Linked DNA regions of Mus musculus: all the other regions are linked to region 2. A link is a contact called in public promoter capture Hi-C data. All regions are on one chromosome and are shown on one strand. Each heading gives the region's core, a stretch centred on a gene start, on an enhancer-like site or on the middle of the called end of the contact. The rest is flanking DNA. Distances are from core to core; before and after follow the strand shown. Region 1 holds the start of Bst1 (bone marrow stromal cell antigen 1). Region 2 holds the start of Rab28 (RAB28, member RAS oncogene family). Region 3 holds the start of Tapt1 (transmembrane anterior posterior transformation 1).

What was found. Promoter capture Hi-C pulls out the DNA fragments that hold promoters and counts their contacts.
Region 1: a promoter capture Hi-C map of pre-B cells shows a contact between it and region 2. The contact joins the promoter of Bst1 here to the promoter of Rab28 in region 2. A contact is called at or near these places in 3 of 39 promoter capture datasets (hippocampal neurons, liver and pre-B cells) and 1 of 115 datasets of contacts at active chromatin or transcription factors (large pre-B cells).
Region 3: a contact with region 2 is called in a promoter capture Hi-C map of pre-B cells, with 3 times the contacts expected there. The contact joins the promoter of Tapt1 here to the promoter of Rab28 in region 2. A contact is called at or near these places in 4 of 39 promoter capture datasets (the C10 cell line, liver, neutrophils and 1 more), 2 of 484 Hi-C or Micro-C datasets (CD4 T cells and muscle stem cells), 1 of 115 datasets of contacts at active chromatin or transcription factors (regulatory T cell precursor) and 1 of 9 other capture datasets (adipose tissue).

What each region holds. Positions count from the first base shown.
Region 1 is chr5:43,817,378-43,820,169 of GRCm38.p6, reverse strand. Bst1 (bone marrow stromal cell antigen 1) reads right to left here and starts at 1,277. Exons shown (of 9, transcript NM_009763.3): 1 at 1,077-1,277. The coding sequence starts at 1,243.
Region 2 is chr5:41,706,691-41,709,472 of GRCm38.p6, reverse strand. It overlaps Rab28 (RAB28, member RAS oncogene family), which reads left to right and starts at 1,294. Exons shown (of 7, transcript NM_027295.3): 1 at 1,294-1,568. The coding sequence starts at 1,494.
Region 3 is chr5:44,225,094-44,228,212 of GRCm38.p6, reverse strand. Tapt1 (transmembrane anterior posterior transformation 1) reads left to right here and starts at 1,607. Exons shown (of 14, transcript NM_173764.3): 1 at 1,607-1,799. The coding sequence starts at 1,610.

The DNA.
Region 1 (2,792 bases), core at 28-2,527, 2.1 Mb before region 2:
CATTCTGTGCACACAACAAAACAGAGTTCTCCAGTTTAAGGAAAGCAGTCCCCTACCCCATCCCCACCTCCAGACTTATGACAGAAGCAGACAAGGCCACAGATAAAAGTGATGCTAGAAAGTGACAATTTCAATGTCAATAAACCAGGAAACTTCTGGTTTTCAGAACTCTCCTTCTCCCTCTCCCTCCCCCCTCCCTCTCCGTCCCCCTCTCCCTCCCCCTCCCCCTTCCCCTCCCCTCCCCCTTCCCCCCCCTCTGTCTGTGGTGGAGGTACTGCACATGTATCATGTAGTCAACTGTTCTAGCACTGAACCACACCTCTGGCTTTCGCCTATTCATTAAGACACAAGAGTGGAGCTCCTTGTTCAGGTTCATTAGAGGGCGAGTCTCTGGGCCCACTGAGGTCAAGTCAGGAGGCAAGACTTGGGAAGATAGGAGTGGATGCCAAGTGTTGGGAGCAGTTTCCTCTACTGAGTCAGAGTGGCTTCTGGGGCCAGTTTTCACTCCTGAGGTCCAGGACGCCTTTCAAAATCACGTTCTATAGCAATGGTCATGTTGTCCTACCTTTGGTGACAATGACCAACCTGACTTCTTATGTTATTCTCTCATTTTATTTTATTGAGCTGCATCCCAATTAAAAACAACTGGCATGAGAAAGAGTGGTGTAACAACACAAAAAAGCAGATCCAGAGAAGGAAATTATTTCAATAGGAAACACAGTGTGCACAAGGTAGGGGGAACCAGAATCCTCTAGATGGGACAAGGGGAGCTAATTCCCAAGTGGTGCTCAAAATACCCAAACTGGCAGTTGTTGATAGTAGGCAAGGCTCTTTCACTCAAATTCACCTCTAGACTGGTGTCGCATTACAGCTTTCTCCTCACCTCTACACCCACAGGGGCAGCCTTAGCAGTTTCCTCCCGGGTCTGGAAATCCCCTGCACAGGGGATCTTGTCCCTAAGAATCACCTACATACACATCACCTGCATGGAGTCCCGCTAGTCCCTCCACCTGACTTTCCAAAGCCCTCACCTCACCCCACCCTTCTGCCTTTTCACTGTCTGGCTTAGCACTTACCCCAGGCTCAGCAGCGTGGTGTACTCTGCGCAGCGGCCCAGGAAGATGCTCTGGAGGTGAGGAGTGGTACCCTCCCCTGTCCACCGCGCTCTTGCCCCCAGAAGCACTGTCAGCAAGGACAGCCATAGCCACAGCCACAGAGACAACAGGCCTCCCTGGACAGCCATCAAGAAGACTTTGATTCCTCTAGCCCGTGGCCTCTTGGACTCCTCCCAGTTCCTCTTCCACTGAGGAGGCGGTTCCCCTTAGCTGAGCTTTGGCAGGACTCATCCAGATGCCAAGCCAGCCCACCTCCCATCCTCTTTCCTCTTCCATTACGACAGAAATTAAACTTAGGGCATTGCCTGGCAAAAGACGCCTCGTGGAGGGACCCCAAAGGGAATGGGAATTTGAAGCGCGCGCGCGCACACACACACACACACACACACACACACCTCTATAGAAATCTGTTACCATGTGAGCCCTAAGCAAACTTAAATTCTGTCCTGGTTCACACAGTCTTTCCAGGAGAGACATGTGCTACCCTTAGTGAAAATTGATGGCTTTGAGAAAAGCCGAAGGCACAAGGGCACAGACAAGAATCACATGCCATTCCTAAGTTGACTCTTAGGGAGTTTGTCTGGGTGGACTCTGGATGTGACTGACTGGTGCCTGTTTTGTCTTTCCTTTTCTTCCTTTGTGAGGGACATCGTCCACAGGCATCACTTACACCTGCCCCATGGATTCTGGAGCACAGGGCTTGTTTTCTAGTTTTCCAAGTGCTCACAGATAACTTTGTCTGAGAATACAGTACGGTCAGAGCTACACTCCTTTGTAATTTAGGCAGTTTAGATGTGAGATTTGGGGACTTGAATTGATACTAAAATAAGTTCATAATTGTAGGGGACGGTAGGTTAGGTAAAGGAATTTATCATGTAGGATGGATGTGAATTTTTGAAGACCAAAGGATAACTCCAATGAAGCCAAAATACCCATTAGAGATGTTTACACTCATATTCTGGAGTTCTGTGATGATTGCCTTGCATGGTAGTGAAGGCTCTATGCCCCAGTATAAGGGAATATCAGGACCAGGAATGGGAGTGAGAGGGTTAGGGAGCAGGGGGAGGGGAGAGGGGAGAGGGAATTTTCAGAGGGGAAACCAGGAAAGGGGATAATATTTGAAATGTAAATAAAAAAATCTTTCTTTAAAAAAGAAATTGCCAAAAAAAGTAAATAAACAGCAACCCCAAAAGTCCCCAAAACCCCCAAAAAACCAATCACTATAATATGCCAAGATTGTTACACAAAGATCATTTTCAAAAACAATTTCCTAAGTGAGATTTTTTTTTCCTGTGAGGAAAATGTGAATTTCTTTCCTGAATTCCTAAGCCCCGCCAACTACTTTCTTTTGGGAAAACCCAACATACTGTGTTGTGCTAGAGCAGGTCAGTATGAGTAATTCCAATATCTGAATCAAATGTTTCAAGAGATCAGCTACTCAGTGGGCTTCCTTGTCAAAGGGAAACTTTTCACTGCGCTTTCTATACTTCTGTGACAACCTGTGGAATTTCTCTGGACGGGAAAGCAACTCAGCAGATGACACAGAAACTGCAAGTGTGTTGCTAGCCATTTCTAGCGTAGTGTTAGCTCACCTCTGTGTTCTCAGTGGAACTTGCTGCTCCATCTCTTGTGATCATTTGTAACTTTCCAGCTTATTTGATATTGACCATATATATG
Region 2 (2,782 bases), core at 45-2,544:
AGATTTGGTTTGATCTGAGAAGTCATACATGGTAGAGCAATGGTATTAGGATGTAGTTAGTTGGAATTTGCAGTGAGAAACTATGAGAGATTATTCTAAGGACTAGATGTTACCCATCTATAGTTTAGGTGTTTCATGAATGAACACACTCCTTGAATGTGCAGGTATTAAAATAGTTTGTAATAATCCCGAAAAGCTATGTTAAAACCAGTGTTGTATTTGCAAAGATCCCTGATTTCATAAAATGCCTGGGATTCTTCTCACAACTTTTTGTTTACTCTTTGCAGGGGTCTACTACCTGGTCCTGTTATGAATGCTGTACCTGAGAATCCAATGACATTTTTGTATTTTGTGTTTTACTTCTATTTTCCTTTAGATTGTTTCTTGGAAATGTTCAAGTCTTATACACAAGATCTTTCCCCTTTTTACTTTACAAACAATGGCTTTAAATATTTAAACTCTCATTTAAATGCTCTTAGCTTGTCACAGATATTTAAAATACTGTTGTTACACACAACTGGTTTCATTTTATATAGCAGCATCATTCTCTGGAACTTCATACACAACAATTTTCCTCCAGCAAACTACACTTGTGAGATCCTGAAGGTAACACAGGCAAAGGAGGCCCTGATCCTACTATGGAAGGTTGTTTTAACGACACGGGAACCCCAGGGCTCCAGGGCCACTCTGAGGCTTGCAGAGGTAAAGACTATGATGGTTCACTCAGTTCTGTCTTACTAATGAAATTAGAGTCTGGGTCTTTAGAACGCGAAGAGTTAAAGAGGGTAAAAGGAGCCAGCACTAGAGCCCCAGGTCACTCTAAATGTCTCCCCCTCAGCTGTGGCCTTAGCAGTTTCCAGCAGCTCCACTAGCATACCAACCTCCTGGTGGGTGCTCACCTTCACCGACAGGAAGGATCCTGTGCACGCGCAGCCCGAAGCGTCCCCGGCTGCCCAGAAACAGACCCCGCCCCCGCGCCTCTTTCAGGCTCCAGGCTTCCATGGCAACAAAACCTCACCATGTCCCCGCCCCCTTGGACTAAATCAATCATGTGAGTTATGTTCTCAGACCTCATGAAAACAAGAAAGAAGGACAGGGCACCCGAGAGCTACTCTTCTCTAATGTGGTTTCACTTCACTGTAAAAAAAAAAAAACTTGCTTTTGTCTCCTAGCCAATGTTCCCCACGAGCAAACCGGGACGCCCGGTCTGCGTCTACGTACTCCCCCATTGCAGTGTGATGGTTGGAGCGGGGACGGGACGTCTTTTGAGTGACGCTAGGGGCGGGGCTTTCCGGGGGGCGGAGCCCTGCTGGGGGAGGGGAGGAGGGCAAGATGGCGGCCGGTGAGTGATTCTCCCTGGCTTCCTTCAGGGCGGAGGAGACGCCGGGGCGGGGGACCCGCTCGTGCAGCCCGCCGGCCTCCTCACCCCCGCCCCCGGAGGCCTCCTCTTTCCCGTCCTCCACCTCGGGGGCAGGCCAGCATCCTCGGACACCATGTCAGACTCTGAGGAGGAGAGCCAGGACCGGCAACTGAAAATCGTCGTGCTGGGGGACGGCACCTCGGGGAAGGTCAGTCCTCCAGCGGACCCGGCTCCCTGGGTTGCAGAAAGCGTGGTCCGGGTCGGGCGTGTCGGGCCCTCGGGGAGCGGAGCGCTGTCCAGCACTGCGTCCTCCCCAGCCTTGGCCTGGCTCGCCTCAGGCCGCGGCCTTGCTCGCGCCTGCGCCCTGTGCGCGTGCCCGCCGCCCGCCCGCCAGCCGGCCCGCGGGACCAGGCCAGCTCCTGGGGTGGGGGCCACCACCCGGACCCACACGAATGGCGACGATGCACTCTGGCCGAGGGCCCTCCCCACACGCTAGCTGCCTCTTGAGTGTCCTCTCTCACTTTAGTTCCATTCTTAGCACCCGTCCGTGCAAGGGTTCATTCAATAGGTATTTCTTGAGCTCCCGTGCTGGGCAGGAGGATGTCGGGGGACACAGGGACTTTAAAGCCTAGCCTTCTGCGACCGTTGGTTGCTGGGATGAATGGGCGCGTGCAGGAGAGGACCCGCAGGCAGTTAGTCCCCTGCCTCCTAGGTCCAAGTTCTCGACCCGAAGTTGTGAACTGACATGGGATAAACATTGCCTCGGTGCCTGGTACTTGCTCTAGGGAGAGGGTCCCTAGCGTCTCCGAGCGACTGCGGGTTAACCTTCCCACTAAAGCCATGCCGGCTTCTCCGGGCGCCCTCACACCTGTCGCAGCACTCCTGGGGAAGGTAGCTTAAGTTCCTCTTCCTCTGCCCCTGCCAGCGTCCCGTCTTCTCCCGCCTCTGGGACTGCGCTGGAGTTGGACCTGGTTTCTGTGGTGACAGCTTTTGCATCATTCCCGGAAGGAAGCTTTGCACACGCTTTCGTGCTTTGGTTCTGAAATTTGGGCTCCAAGGGCCGCTACACACGGTTTCATTCTAATTGCAAAAATTGGAGTCTTCTGTTATTCCATTCCTTGGGTTCCCAGGATACTTGCCCGTAGAGCACTGTCCCGAAGAAAACAGTCTAATGTGATGCTATTTTTTTTTTTTTTTGAGCAAAGAACAGAGCTTGGCTGCTTCTGTTTAGGAAGTGCACTTAAACGTTTCGAAGAAGCAAATTGTTGTACATCAGCATTATTTCTAAACTTTAATTCAACAAAAGCTAGAATATTTTTATAGGTTTCATTACTTAGATTTTCTTTTTAGCCACACATTGTGTTTTTGTTTCATATATTCATTTGCATTCAGTGAACAACTGAACTTGCTTTCCATTTAAAA
Region 3 (3,119 bases), core at 358-2,857, 2.5 Mb before region 2:
AAACTAAACGTTCTGTACTATGTAAGGTGTTTGCATCTTAAGGTTATTTGTAACCTAACTTCAAGCTTTCTGGATGCTTCCTTATTTTGGGGTTTGATAGTATCGAACCAGGAAAATCTCTGAGGAACATATAAATAGCAACCAAATATAATCTTTATAAAGGAAAGACATAGTCTTAGGTTTCTAGCAATATCATTTTAAAACAGGAGTTTTTAAATAGCAACCCTGACAGGGCCCCTCTCCCTTCTTTGACTATTTAAGATTTGGAACACAGATAATAAACTTAGGTTGGAGGAAACCTTACAGTATATAAAACTCTGTGTCTTTTGATTTTCATGATGCTGGAGCTTTGTCAAGGGCACTGTTTTTAAGATCCAGTTTTACCAAATAAAACCAAACTGACTTTAAATAATATTCTCTGCAGTGTTTGGTTTTCCACAATGTAAAGTTTACATTGAATTGGGATTGGGATTTCTTGGACTTTGCAAGTTCCTCTTTAACCCTCCTATCCCTTCATCCCGCCCTACTGTCAAATGGCCTTGCTGCAGTACAGTACAGAAAAGTTGCGGAGTTTGCAATCGGGTATCTAGCTTTCCATCTCTAAGGCTCTCCTGGATGTTCTAGGCCTGCTCCATCGCTTCTCGGCTTAAGTGTAGGGCAGTTTAGAGAGTGAAGAGGTATTTGCTATGCTTCTACTCATTTAAAAAGTTGCCACAATGCAGGTTAATTCCGAAGTGGGCATGAAGGCAATCCAGGGGCCACCGCGTGCGTTACAGGAGCGCACAGCAAGAATGTAGGAATCCCAGGTGAAGGTCTTCCAAGGCTGAGGCGGATTCATTTGCACCCAGCGAGCATCCGTTGGTCTCAGCGCGGCTATCCGTGACTACCAGTGAGGGGGTAAGGGTCACAAGTCTCACGGCAAGCGGTGACAATCTGACAGAACCAGGCCGCCTTGGCTGCCACCCGCAGTCACATAACCCTATTCCCGAAAGGCAACCCAGAATGTCCCCGGCGCTTTAGGCGCATCGAGCACTTTGCCCGTCGGGCCGAGTCCCCCACCTGTTGGCACGCTCCCCCGAGCTAGGCTTTGGACACTGTCCACGGACAGGGAATGTGACAGACGATCATAAATATGCAGGAGAGATGCAGCCAAGACAGCAGAGCCACCGGGTCGGCGCCGGCGGGAGCCACAGAGCTGGAGCCCGGCCCCAGTCGCCGTGCAGCCAAGGCCAGGCGGGTCGCGCCGGCGCACTCCGGCCACCGCACGGGCACAAGGGGCTCCGGCCGCGCGGACAACCACGCCGAGCCCCGCTGCCGCCCACCGTCCCCCACCGCGCGACCCGGCGGCATGGAGCCCGGCGCGGCGCCCCGGTCCGCAGAGCCCGCCGCGCGCCACGGCGACGGCAGGAAGAAGATGGCGGCGGCCGTGGCGGCGGCCACCGCGGCCTCCCACGCGCCGCTGACGCCAATGGCGCGCGCCGGCCGGCGGGCTACGGATGGCGGCTGCCCGGGCGAGGGGCGGGGCGAGGCGGCGAGGGGGCCGGCGGGAGGCGGAGGCCGGGCGGGCGGCTGGAGGGAGGTGGCGGGGACAGTGTGTGGCTCTCGGAACATGGCGGGCGTCTGCGACGCGGCCGCCCCGGGAGAAGGCGGCGGTGGCGGCGCGGACGGCCCCGAGCGGACCGGCCGCGGCGAGGCGGAGCAGCCGGGTGGTGGCGGCCATGGGCCCGCGCCCCAACACACCGAGACGCTGGGCTTCTACGAGAGCGACCGGCGGCGGGAGAAGCGCCGCGGCCGCGCAGGTGAGGCGAGCGAGCGAGCGGGCGGGCGGGCGGCACTAGGCCGCGGCGGGCTACCGAGGGGCCGACCGGGCTGTGGTGGCGGGGACGCCAGCGCCTTCCCTCTGCGCGCGGAGCGGCCGCGGCTCCGGTGGCTCCCATGTCCCCACGGCCGGTGACAGCTACCCCGGCGGCTAGTGCGCGCGGCCCGACGTTCCCGCAGCCATCCCCGAGCCAGGTGCGCCCGGGAGATCGTCGGTCCCCGGTCCCCGAGAGTTCGCGACCGGCCTCAACAGTGACAGGCATCTCCCACATCCGAAGGAGGTCAAAAATGGGAAACGCAGGGCTTTCTAGGCGATGTCAATGCCGAGGTGACTCTTCCCCCTATGGTTTTATGCGAAGTTGAGTCTCGGAAACCTGTTAACTTGCCCGCCGAATCCATTTTTCGTAGACTCAGCTGACAGTGTGGTCGTGACCGTGAAGTTCAGCAGTTTTCTCTCAAACAGAAATGTGCGGCACCCCTTAAAATGTTACATGTGGAGTTTTCCTAAACTAAAACTTAAGCCAGAAGAAACAGTTTGTCACACAAGAAAATACGTACCACTTTTAAGCCCTACTGTCCATAAGCTCTGAAGCATACTGTTAAAATATTACAATCCCCTGTGTTCAAGGATCTTATTAAGAACTTTTAACAGCTTTGGTATTTACACTGAAGCGTTCTATTAAGCCCGGAAGCAAAAGGGAAAGTTTTGGCTTGGCCGTTTCATTGGGTATAATAGTGATTGCATTTTAATTCTTGCATCGTAGATCCAAGATCTTGGACAGCAACTTGATGACATTTCTTCCAACTTATTCTGAGCTAATGCAGTGGAATAAGGTCCTGCAGCTTATATAAATACTCGTTCAAGTTATAAGGTTGACTCCATTCACTATGGGTATTGAAATTATAGGAGTCCTAAAAGTCTGTAAGACTGGTGGATAGATCCTGATAGACTTGCTAATTCTCAGAATTGGACATAGAGTTTTGCATCAGTCTCCATATCTTTGAAAACTCAGGCACCAGCTGTGTGCCTTGTTTGTTTGGTTTTTTTTTTCCCCCTTTATTTTCTATTTGGTTTAGTTGTCAGTTAAACACTTGCTTGCAGGAATGTTTGCTTTCTAAATTGGCAATACCTAAGTAAACCAAAGTCTTCAATCTCTCAGCCGCTTGTTCACTTAGACTTGACTAGGGCAAGCAAATAGATGCGACCAGGTTTCACTACGGTTTCTTTGAAATCTTTTCAAGCTTCAGGAAAGCCTTTATGTTGTTTGCATGAAGAAAGACAATGAAGCTGTGCAGAGCCT